Linked DNA regions of Mus musculus: all the other regions are linked to region 2. A link is a contact called in public HiChIP or PLAC-seq data. All regions are on one chromosome and are shown on one strand. The core of a region is the stretch at or near the end of the contact, and the rest is flanking DNA. Distances in the headings are between cores, read along the strand shown.

Evidence for each region. HiChIP or PLAC-seq counts read pairs in DNA pulled down with a chosen protein or histone mark.
Region 1: an H3K27ac HiChIP or PLAC-seq map of trophoblast stem cells shows a contact between it and region 2, with 4 times the contacts expected there. The contact joins two enhancer-like sites. A contact is called at or near these places in 5 of 115 datasets of contacts at active chromatin or transcription factors (astrocytes, embryonic stem cells, thymic regulatory T cells and 1 more) and 1 of 9 other capture datasets (embryonic stem cells).
Region 3: a contact with region 2 is called in an H3K27ac HiChIP or PLAC-seq map of extraembryonic endoderm stem cells, with 5 times the contacts expected there. The contact joins two enhancer-like sites. A contact is called at or near these places in 3 of 115 datasets of contacts at active chromatin or transcription factors (astrocytes, embryonic basal ganglia and extraembryonic endoderm stem cells).

Annotation. Positions count from the first base shown.
Region 1 is chr13:44,558,644-44,562,039 of GRCm38.p6, reverse strand. All of the region lies in intron 1 of Gm34276 (a long non-coding RNA gene), which reads left to right. Among named protein-coding and RNA genes, the nearest start is that of Gm34276, 8.3 kb to the left of the region's middle. Within about 2 kb of position 2,064, at least 20 of the 459 cell types and tissues checked have an H3K27ac peak or open chromatin away from gene starts, as enhancers often do. A contact at or near this core is called in trophoblast stem cells, where this site is marked.
Region 2 is chr13:43,906,523-43,909,964 of GRCm38.p6, reverse strand. No RefSeq gene overlaps it. Among named protein-coding and RNA genes, the nearest start is that of Gm23117, 35 kb to the right of the region's middle. Within about 2 kb of position 1,479, at least 54 of the 459 cell types and tissues checked have an H3K27ac peak or open chromatin away from gene starts, as enhancers often do. A contact at or near this core is called in extraembryonic endoderm stem cells and trophoblast stem cells, where this site is marked.
Region 3 is chr13:44,650,138-44,653,442 of GRCm38.p6, reverse strand. No RefSeq gene overlaps it. Among named protein-coding and RNA genes, the nearest start is that of Gm40931, 15 kb to the right of the region's middle. Within about 2 kb of position 1,617, at least 39 of the 459 cell types and tissues checked have an H3K27ac peak or open chromatin away from gene starts, as enhancers often do. A contact at or near this core is called in extraembryonic endoderm stem cells, where this site is marked.

The sequences.
Region 1 (3,396 bases), core at 815-3,314, 650 kb before region 2:
AGCCACCATGTGGTTGCTGGGAATTGAACTCAGAACCTCTGGAAGAGCAGTCAGTGCTCTTAACCACTGAGCCATTTCTCCAGCCCCCTCCTTGTAACTTTTCAGGGCTCATCATTATGCTCAGGATAGACCCTAAGCATTGTACTACAGTATAAGATGTATCTCTGCTTAGATCTTCCTCCTCTATCTATCCACTTGGGGGGAAGGTTGTAGCGACAATTTTGGCATCTTGGTTTCTTTAAAAAGCACAGAAACATTATAAGAATGTTTCATTCTAATCTCAGGTGTGGGATATGGGGCTGCTTCAGACTGTCCACAGCAGCTGGGATTTTCCTGGTGCTCTAGCAGGGGCGCGGTTTTGCCAGCTGCAGATAGTTCCAATGATTGTGTGGTGTTTAGAATTCTGAGGATTTTTCAGAGAATATATAAATGCTAGGGCCCAGGGAGCTGGATATGCTGTAGGCTCTTGGTTGGTTGCTCTAGGTCAGGGTTTGTTAAGTAGTCATCTGGGCGAAAGAGAAACAACACGAAGAAGTAATTATCCTGATAGCGAAGATCAAACTTGCCCCAAGGAATCCGATGCCCCTAATCAGCAGGAAGTATCCCTTCTATCCTTTTTTCACTCCTAACTAGTATGGGGGGTGTATAAAGGGTGAAAGAAAAGGGATGGAGAAGGGCAAAAGAAAGAAGAACCCTTGAAGAAGAAAAGAGAAAATGGTTAGAGAAGCTTGAGCTTATTTTCCGTTTTTGAGACAAAGTTTCACTGTGCAGTCCAGGCTGGCTGGGAACTCGGGACCCTTCTGCTTCAGCCTGGGAGGACACACGTTCCACCCTCCCAGGCTATATAATTGCCCTTAACAATCACTCTCTCTTTTCAGGGGGCGCAAGGTGTCTCCTTACCCTGTCTCACTGCTATCAAATGCAGTCCCTTTGTTTGCTTTGACCAGTTGGGCTGTGGGCAAGTGGCACTTCCAGAAGGACACTTAATAGTCACAAGGTGCTCACTTTTTCATTCTTGTTTGACCATTAGTATCCCATATGGAGATAATTCTTAACATACACTAGTTTCTGGAGTGAGTATAAAACTAGTGGAACTCTAAATGATTGCCCAGTGATAATGTAACATTCTGTAGAAGTCAAGCCTTGTTGCAGGTGGGTCACTTGTTACAGTATCATATCCCAGACAGTCCTGACTGATACATTGTTGCAATTTTATTGCTTTCTGTCCCCCCCCCCCCCATTTTATACTACTATCTCATGGGTTTTTTCAAACTTAAAAAAGAAGATTTATTTTTAGTTGTGTGTGTATGCTTGTGGGTCTCTCTGTGTGTGTTTACCTGCCAATAGGCACCAGAAGGGTATTGGATGCCTTGAAGCTGGGGCTACAAAGAGTTGTAATCTCCTGATGTGAACACTGGGAACCAAACTAAGGTCTTCTGTGAGAGCAATATACACTCTTAACTGCTAAGTCATCTCTCTAGCCCCTCAAATTTGTTTTTGAGTCTACGCACAGGAAGTAAATAAACAAAATTATGATGTAATGTATTTTCCACCCTAACGTGGTACTCTCCTGACAGAAGTAGGCAGATACAATCGGGAATCACATAGACACACTTCTTACTCTGTGCATGGCTTGCTCTGATACTTCCCACTGTAGTCCATGTTAAGTATAAACGCTGGTCAGGACTCATTTGGTTTTCATGATTCATTAAGGAGCCACGATTCTGTCTGGGAAACATTGTTCTACTCTGTTAAATAGAGGTTTTTTACACATTCCTCAGTGTTCTCCAGGACTTTGCTAGGAAGGCACCTATTTCAGAAAACTCTCCTCACTTCTTAAGGGTGGCCCAGTGGTCTGCTGTTTTGCTCCTGGCTGACATCTTCATGTTTTCCTTAGGATTCTTCTGGTCCCTCCAATTTCTTCCCCCCCCCCTCCTCCTCCCTCCCTCCCTCCCTCCCTCCCTTCCTCCCTCCTCCTCCTTTTCCTGCTCCACAGGTCTTTTCCTCCTCCCTCTCTGTGGAGAGCTTCTGGAGCCACCGTGTAGGAATTTGGCAGGAATTTGACATTGGGTTAGGACATGGAAGTAGTAGGTTCAGGCAGGAATTAGACTTTGGGCTAGGACTCAGGAAATAGGCTCAGATTAAGAATATTTACATTCCAGCTAATACAAAGCTCAAGGTAAACTCAGCAGGGGAGAGTGGGTTATTCCTTTTATCTCGGACATCCTGATAAGCCCCTAGAAACCTTGATCAAGAGACTTGGTTTTATTGCCTTGTTTGTTCCCTGACCTAGAACTGACCTTATTCTTTGCATGTGCTTAGAATGGTATAAAGGCAGGCTGGAGAAAGATAAACCCGCTTCAGCCTCAGCAATGGCTGAAGTCATGTTATAATGCTGTCCAATTGTCTTTTTCTTTTCAATCCTCGTTCCCTCCCTGGACACCCAGTTGACTGACTTAGCCAGCTTGGTCACCTCTCCTTCTCCCTGTCCCCTTCCCCCTGCTATGGCCTGATGGTTTACCACAGTGTGTATCCACTACAAATTCATGGTGCTCCCCTTCTTTGCTGTCTTAAAAAAATATGTACAGAGACATGGAGGCCACCACTGGAAGCCTGCGTGAGTCACTGTGGACATGGCCTTCAGATTCTCCAGGCTTCGGTGAGCTTCAGTTTGACTTAAGGAATGTGTTCCTGCCTTGCGATGCGAGATTCCTGGAACCGCTCTTCACAGGAGTGTGACATCATTGGTCTCATGGTGGTCTGGTCCCCGGGTCTCATTAGTAACTTGCAGCAAAGAACAACTGACATTTCTGTCCAATTTTACCCCCTTCCCCATATTATTATTATTATTATTTTTTTTGGTCCATCCCTCCTTGACCCTCAGTTCACTCTCGGGTGATCCAGAGTCATCACTACCTCTGTCTGTTGCCCGATCGTAAAACCTTTCTTTCTCCTAGCGGCGACACATACTAATGGTTCCGTAGAACAATTACACTTCACTTCAGGGTGAGCTAATTTCCCGCCAGTTTCCTGTGGCCAAGAACTGGCATCTGCTGAGGATTCGAGTCCAGGGCCTGCTCAGCTGAGGTGTGTAAGCTGTCCTCCGACACGCATTTGTCTCTGTACCTTTGTGTCCCCTTCTGCCTTCGCTGAGGCTGGCGTTCCATCCCTCTCCCTCCTGCCCTTCCTTCATGTTGGTTTCCTCCTCGTGGGGGTGCTTCTGTCTCCCGCTGTGTTAGGTTCTTCTTCAAATGTCAGCTTCCTTGCTTGTAAAATGGACACAGGAGTATATATCCCGCGAGGTTGTCTGAAGTCCATTGGCAGGAATACGGAAAGTACCCAGTACAGGGAGAGTTCCCAGCATGCATTGCTGCTTCTCCTATGATTAACTGGGTA
Region 2 (3,442 bases), core at 230-2,729:
GGGTTTAATCCCACTATTGCAAAACAAACAAACAAGCAAAAAACCCAAGGAGGTCAGAGAAAGGGGTCACAGGGGGTTGGATGTCCTTAAGAAATTGAGGTGTAGTCTAGGAGTTGGTTCTTTATGTTCCCCCAAAACTTCTGTTCACTTTAATGGCTGAAAGCATGGGCAGAAGCAGAGAGGACCTGGTCAGATTAGACAGAGCAGGCAAGGGAGAAGGGTTCTCCGGTTTGCGGTGACCAGGACTGGCAGCTGCTTCCCACCAAGCTGATTGACTTGTGATCTAGCACAGGCCGAATACCTGCCTGCCACGTTTCCCCTTTCTTATTCAGCTCCGCATCTTACCTCTCTGCCCTAAGAGATGCTCTGTGCTTGATCATCAGAAGGCCTGGCTCAGTCTGGTCTCTGCTTCTTTTGGGCAGGTCGGCACAGGCATCACCACCATTATACCATCACAGGACCTAGGAACCCCACTCACCTCGGTTCCCAGGAACTTGAGAGGTGCAAGGTTTCTTCTCCCTGCAATAGGGATCCATGGAGAAGCCCTGTGGCTTCCTGGTATTCTCAGCTGTCAGGCTGCCTACAAGAACCCACCGGCCCCCTGACAACCACCTAGGCTGTCTTCATTGCCTTCCCTCCCAGTCAGGTGTGAGAGGCTGGGGGGGATGAGGGGCGAGGCTGTTAATCAGTTAGGCAACCCTGATTACATCTTAATAACAAATGCAAAACACCGAGAGCAGCAATTTGCAGTAATGGGAAAAATCAGCAGGGCCCTGGGGTGAGACAGGAAGTAAACACTCTCCAGGTTCAAATTTGGGGAAGGAAAAAAAAAATCACTTGTGAGAACCCTGGTGATGCCAGGAGAAGCCTGTGCCTTGCTGCTAGATGACAAGAGACTGCAGAGCAAGGAGAGGCTGTAGCCAGGGCCAAAGGCCACTGACTCCCTGCCTGTCTGCGGAAGGAATCTGCTGTGGGATGCTTCCAGTGCACAGACTCTTACCAGCCACAAGAGGCTAGGCTCAGCCACCAGACCCAATGCCAGTTAGAGAGTGAAATAACGGAGGAAAAACGAAGAAGAAATTTAGCCGGTCAACAAGAAGAGAAATGAATAAAGGGGTCTCCCTTCCCCCAACTTCGCCTTCAGGGTATAGACCTGAGCTTCTTGGGTTAAATAGAGGATGAATTGGGGCAAAAGGCAAGTGGTGCTCAAGAAAGGGTTAATCATTTTTTCAGCACTAGTTCTGTAAGGTGATCCCCAAAAGTCCTTAGTGCTTGAAGGGACACCACACTGGTTCTTCAGAGAAGAGTATTTAAGCTCCAGATTGCAGCCTAGCCACAGGGAGTCGGAGGAGCCTGAGGCCCAAGGTGGCTCTATCCTGCAAGGCTTCGCTCTTCCGAGAATCCGGAAGAGGACAAAGGCTTATCTTGGTTCTTCAGCCTTGAAGGGGAAAGATAAAGGTTAAGTAGACACTCCCTAAGGAGATTAACACGCCTATGCTGAGCCTTGCTGGAGTCTGAGCCAGAGCCAGAAGGAGACAGACACCGATGTAAACAGCTGTGTCAGAATTTAATCGCTCTTAGGCCAAAGCGAGGGTCTACAGCGTAGATGCCATGATTTCTAGCAAGAGTAGCATCTATGAGCCCGTTATAGGAATGCCACACTCTCCCTCATCTTGTCCACCAAAAGTCTGCCAGAAACCGACAGGAAAGATCTCTACTGGTCAATTCTGGCTAAACAAGCATACTCAACCGAAAGTGCTGCGGGGTGGCCAAGACAGATGACTGCTGTCTGCCTCAAGAGTCCTTCCTACCTTAGTCACACCACGTCAGAAAGCTGAGGGAGGCTTCAGTACATGGTATCCAGCCAGGAGAGCCTTTCTTTTTATCTCTCATGATCCATTTGGAATGCGAAGGCGCAGTTGTTTCCCACTAGAAGGTAAATTGCTTCACGGTGACCATTTTTCTTCCTCTTTTGAGAACATTCCCAACCCCGAACACACATATTTTTCTTATGTGTAATTTGATCCGGATGGTTTCTTGACCTGCATCCAAATCAAGCCGTGGGTAATTATTACTGTCACTATTGTTATTAACACTGATATTTATCATAATCTCACAAATGCCGGGGACAGCCCTTAATCTTGCTGTTTTATTTGGTTGAAAGGAAAATGTGAAGCGCTGGCCTCCCTCCCGGTTTAGCCTCTTGTATTCAGTTTTTACCAAACTCCTACATGGGGATAATTAGCCCAATTTCCAGGGATCCCGAGTCAGCTATAACTCTGAATTGTAGTCACAGGATGGAGCCAAGGCCAGCAGGTGGAAGTCGCTGAAGTTAGATTAATCTCACTGACACAAGGACACATCCAATTGTTAGGGCTCATAGCCAGCTGCCTGTTTCTGCAACCCAGCTCCTTGGAAATAGAAACACTCACGTAGAGCCCGTAGAGGATCATGTATGAGGTCGTAGAACTGAAGGGGAACTCCCTTCCACTCTTTGAAGAATTGCTAGTCTCAACTAAAAAGAAGGAAGCCGTGGAAAGATTCATGCATTTATTACAGGCAGGGAAGCGCTAACCGTGATTTGGAAACTGAAGAACTCCTCTTGGAGAGTAGATGGAAACTGAAGAACTCCTCTTGGAGAATAGATGGGCGGAGTGGGGAAACGCAGAAAGTTTGTAGAAAAATAGTAAATGGCTTTCAGGGAAACCCAGTAGTGTGCATTAGAGAGTATTCTGTGGCCTGTGACAGTCTATTTGGCCTGGATGCGAGACAGTGGTTTGGGAAAGATTCTCTATAGACCAAACTATGGCTTGTGATGAAAAGTCCACCCAGGTGTGTTCACCAATCTCAGCCATCTTCCTGGGATCTGAGCTGCGTTTTCTCTGGTTAATAGAGCTGTGTGTGCAGCCTGAGAGGGCACTCTGCTTCTCTGTGGGCAGATGGGATCTTGGGAGGATGTGGGGCCTTTGTAGAAAATCTCTTTCTGTTAGAGATGGGTGGAGACAACGGAAGGCCAGGCACCTTAAATTCTGTGTTAAACATCTGGCCTTTTAGGCATTTGGGGGTACCAGTCGCTGAGTTCCAATTTAGAAAAAGAATAAATTTGGTCTGCACGGAATTCAGTTAAGTCTGAGGCAGGGGGGCCCAAGAACCTGCATTTGTTGCTGGCACGGAGACAGACTCCGATAGCAACAGAAGAAAGAGTCAGTTTAGATTGTTAAGCTCTGCTCCGGGTCTAAGGTTTTATGGTGCCCCAGGAGCAAATTATTTAAGTAACCAGAATCCACCTCCCTGTAAAGAGTTGGGCATGGCCGACCCGTTAGAAGTGTTAACGAAGATTCAGAACCAGAGGACTGGGTTTAGCTCCACCCCCAGCATAATTCTGTCTTCATAGAAGACCTCATTCACTTTCTCAGGGGCTGCTCCCCCCCCCACTTCCTCC
Region 3 (3,305 bases), core at 368-2,867, 740 kb before region 2:
ATCTATCTATCTATCTATCTATCTACATATTAAAGTAATTTTATAAAATCATATGTTTCCCTATGGCTTTTCCAAACACTCTTTGTGTTATTTTCCCCCTCTTTCCCTCTCTCTCTGTATTAGCCACCCAGTTAGGTCTTTCTTCCACTTTCCATTTCCCCTCTCCACAGGTACCCTGCCCTGGCCCTGCTCTAGAGCCCCATCCCTGCCCAGCCTTTTTCTGCATAATGGGCTTCTATGGTTACTACAGATTATACACTCAAATCTAAAACTTTGCATTTAGGACCCACAAATAAAAGAGAAGACATGGCACTTGTCTTTCTGCATCTGGGTTATCTCATTCGGTATAATATTTTCCAGTTCCATCCATTAACTTGCAAATTTCATTTTTCTTTACAGCTATATAGATTTCCATTGCGAAGCTTGAGTGGGGTCTCATATTGGATTCAGTTGCTCTCAGTAAGTAGGCTCATGCTGACATACTTTTCCTGGTTCATTTATTCTCCCTCATGTTTGTGAACTTGGAGGTCATCATTGGGAATTGTGTCTTGTCAACTTTGAAATAAATCATGTAGAGATAAAAATGAATTTCTGGATTGTCCTTGTAATATATTATTACCTTTCCCCCTTACTTGTGCTTTCTAAATTTCTCATAAGTATGCATATTATTCATGTAGTAAAACTGAGTGTAGCCAGTTATGGCGGGGGTGGGGTGGGGAGAGAGGGAGGCGGTACAGAGGCACGAGAATCAGCCTAGGTTATATAACATTCCAGAAGAGGGTGTCAGATCTCATTACAGGTGGTTGTGAGCCACATGTGGTTGCTGGGATTTGAACTCAGGACCTTTGGAAAAGCAGTCAGTGTTCTTAACTGCTGAGGCATCTCTCCAGCCCTTGTTTGTTTGTTTGTTTGTTTTGAGACAGGGTTTCTTAGTGTATTCAGCACTGGCTGTCCTGGATGGGCTCTGTAGACCAGGCTGGCCTCGAACTCAGAGCTCCACCTGCCTCTGTCTCCCATGTTCTGGGATTAAAGGTGTGCATCACCACTGCAAGGATGTCACTCTGTTTTAAATAGACCAAAAAACAAAAAACAATAAAACCCCACAAAACCAAAACCAAAAAAAACCCCTAACCAACTCAGTGATAAATGTTTGAGATGATGTCCTAAGTTAATCATTATCCAATGTATAATGTCATGTAGCATCATATGGATCAAATCCCTTATAGATGTACAATTATCTATCAATTAAAAAAACATATCGACTTTAATTTCTCTGCTTGGGACTCTGTGGGTTTTCCCCGCCATTCTCATTCTTCTTTGCTGACGCTAATAGGAACAAGCGTGGTACTAATCACGATGTTTGTGTAAGACCGCAGTGGCCTGGAGAAGCCTCCCATGCCCTGAGGGTACACTTGGATCTAATGGGGTAAGACTGGAGAACATGTCTGTGGCTTGTGGAAAGCGTCTACCAAACTCTTCTGCTTTGTGTATAAAAACAATAATTTACCAGGCAGGGCTTTTTGTTGTTGTTGTTTTTGTTGTTATTGTTATTGTCTGTCAAACTGAGTAGCAGCTCAGCATGAGCTCAGCAATGACAGGGGTAGTTGACAACTGGGACAGCATAGGGCACCGCTTACCTCGGAAAAGCTGGCTCGGTGGGAGGCTGGGGGTTTGTGTGGCAGTAACGTGATAATCACAGGAGCAATTTGGCCTACCCAAGCCTGGCTGTTTTCTCTCTGAGGGAGAAGCTGTTTACCCTCGTGCTGTGGGTTAACTCTGTCTGTTCTGCTTGCTTTTTTTTTTTTTTTTTTTTTTTTTTTTTTTTTTTTTGCGCAGCGGATGTAAACTTGGTGTCTTAAATTCTTGCGTCTAAAGAGTCATTGTGTCCTGCAGTAAGCACATTCACAGGAGTGTTCAGGGAACCATTGTGACAGAGTGAGCTTCTATTGTCTCCGGACTTCAACAGCTCAGTGCAGAGCAAGGAGGAAGCCAGGAAGAAACCTTAGCACAATTACTCCCTGGGTCAAAGTTCCATCCATTACAGTTTTTTTTCCCGTCAGGCCGTGTATTTTAGGGCCCATGTATCTACTTTTTGTTTCGCTGTTGTTGTTTTGAGACAAGGTCTCCTTGCGTCTTTGCCGGCCTCGAACTTTCTGTGTAGTTGAGGATGAAGGCTTCCCACTCCTGATCCTCCTGTCTCCACGGGCTGGAATTGCAGGTAAATACCACTATAATCAGCCCGATTTTTGTTTGCTTGGTTGTTTTGTTTTGTTTTACATTTATTTAGTGAATATGTAAAGACCTGCAGGAGTCAGTTCTCTCCTTCCACCAAATGGGTTTTGGGGATGAAACTCAGGCCTTGATGCAAAGTGTATCTCATTAGCTCCCCTTCACCCCAAGTAGCTTTCCCATTTCAAAAGACCTCCTGCAGCCGCTAGATCTTAGCTCTGAGTTAAACCCTAATCCCAACACAGCTGCCCTTCAACCTCAGTGAGATTCAGATGTATCCCCATTCGTAACATCTGGGGGCTGGGGGGGGGGGCACTTGGGCTTAAAAATCAGTAGACAAGTGTGCACGCACACATGCACACACATCACACGTATACAACTGTACAGCACACACATACAAATTAAAGCGCAAACGTGCATCTGTTTGTGTTTCTGGGTTTAATTCTCAGCACCCCAGCAAAGAAAGAAAAAAGAAAACGAGAGAAAATGACATGTGGATTTGGCATGCATGAGGCTGGGGTTTCCACTTCCACCCTCAGCCGAGAGAGAGAGAGAGAGAGAGAGAGAGAGAGAGAGAGAGAGAGAGAGAGAGAGAGAGACAGAGAGAGAGACAGAGAGAGAGACAGAGAGGGACAGAGACAGAGAGACAAAGACAGAGACACACACACACAGAGACAGAGAGACAGAGACAGACAGAGACAGAGAGACAGAGACACAGAGAGAGAGAGAGAGAGAGAGAGAAAGAGAGAGAGAGAGAGAGAGAGAGAGAGAGAGAGAGAGACTCACACATAGCAGCTTCTTCAGTCTTTGGAAGTTTTGAGACTCCGGCCCTCAGCAGGAGGCCTCCCCACATCTGGGCTGGACCTCTTGCCTCTTGGATAGTGAGTACAGCGATGCAAGTGGTCTTTAGAGGCTGCTTCCTCCGTGTTCCAAGGATTAGCGTAATTAGAGCCCGTGCTGGTACAGCACTCTGACATTCTCCGGTGAAAAGTGCTAGACAGCGTAAAATTTCATAACGGTAATGGCATCGGAGCAAATAGCTTTGTAATAAATGGCTCTCCCTGCTGATACTGCAT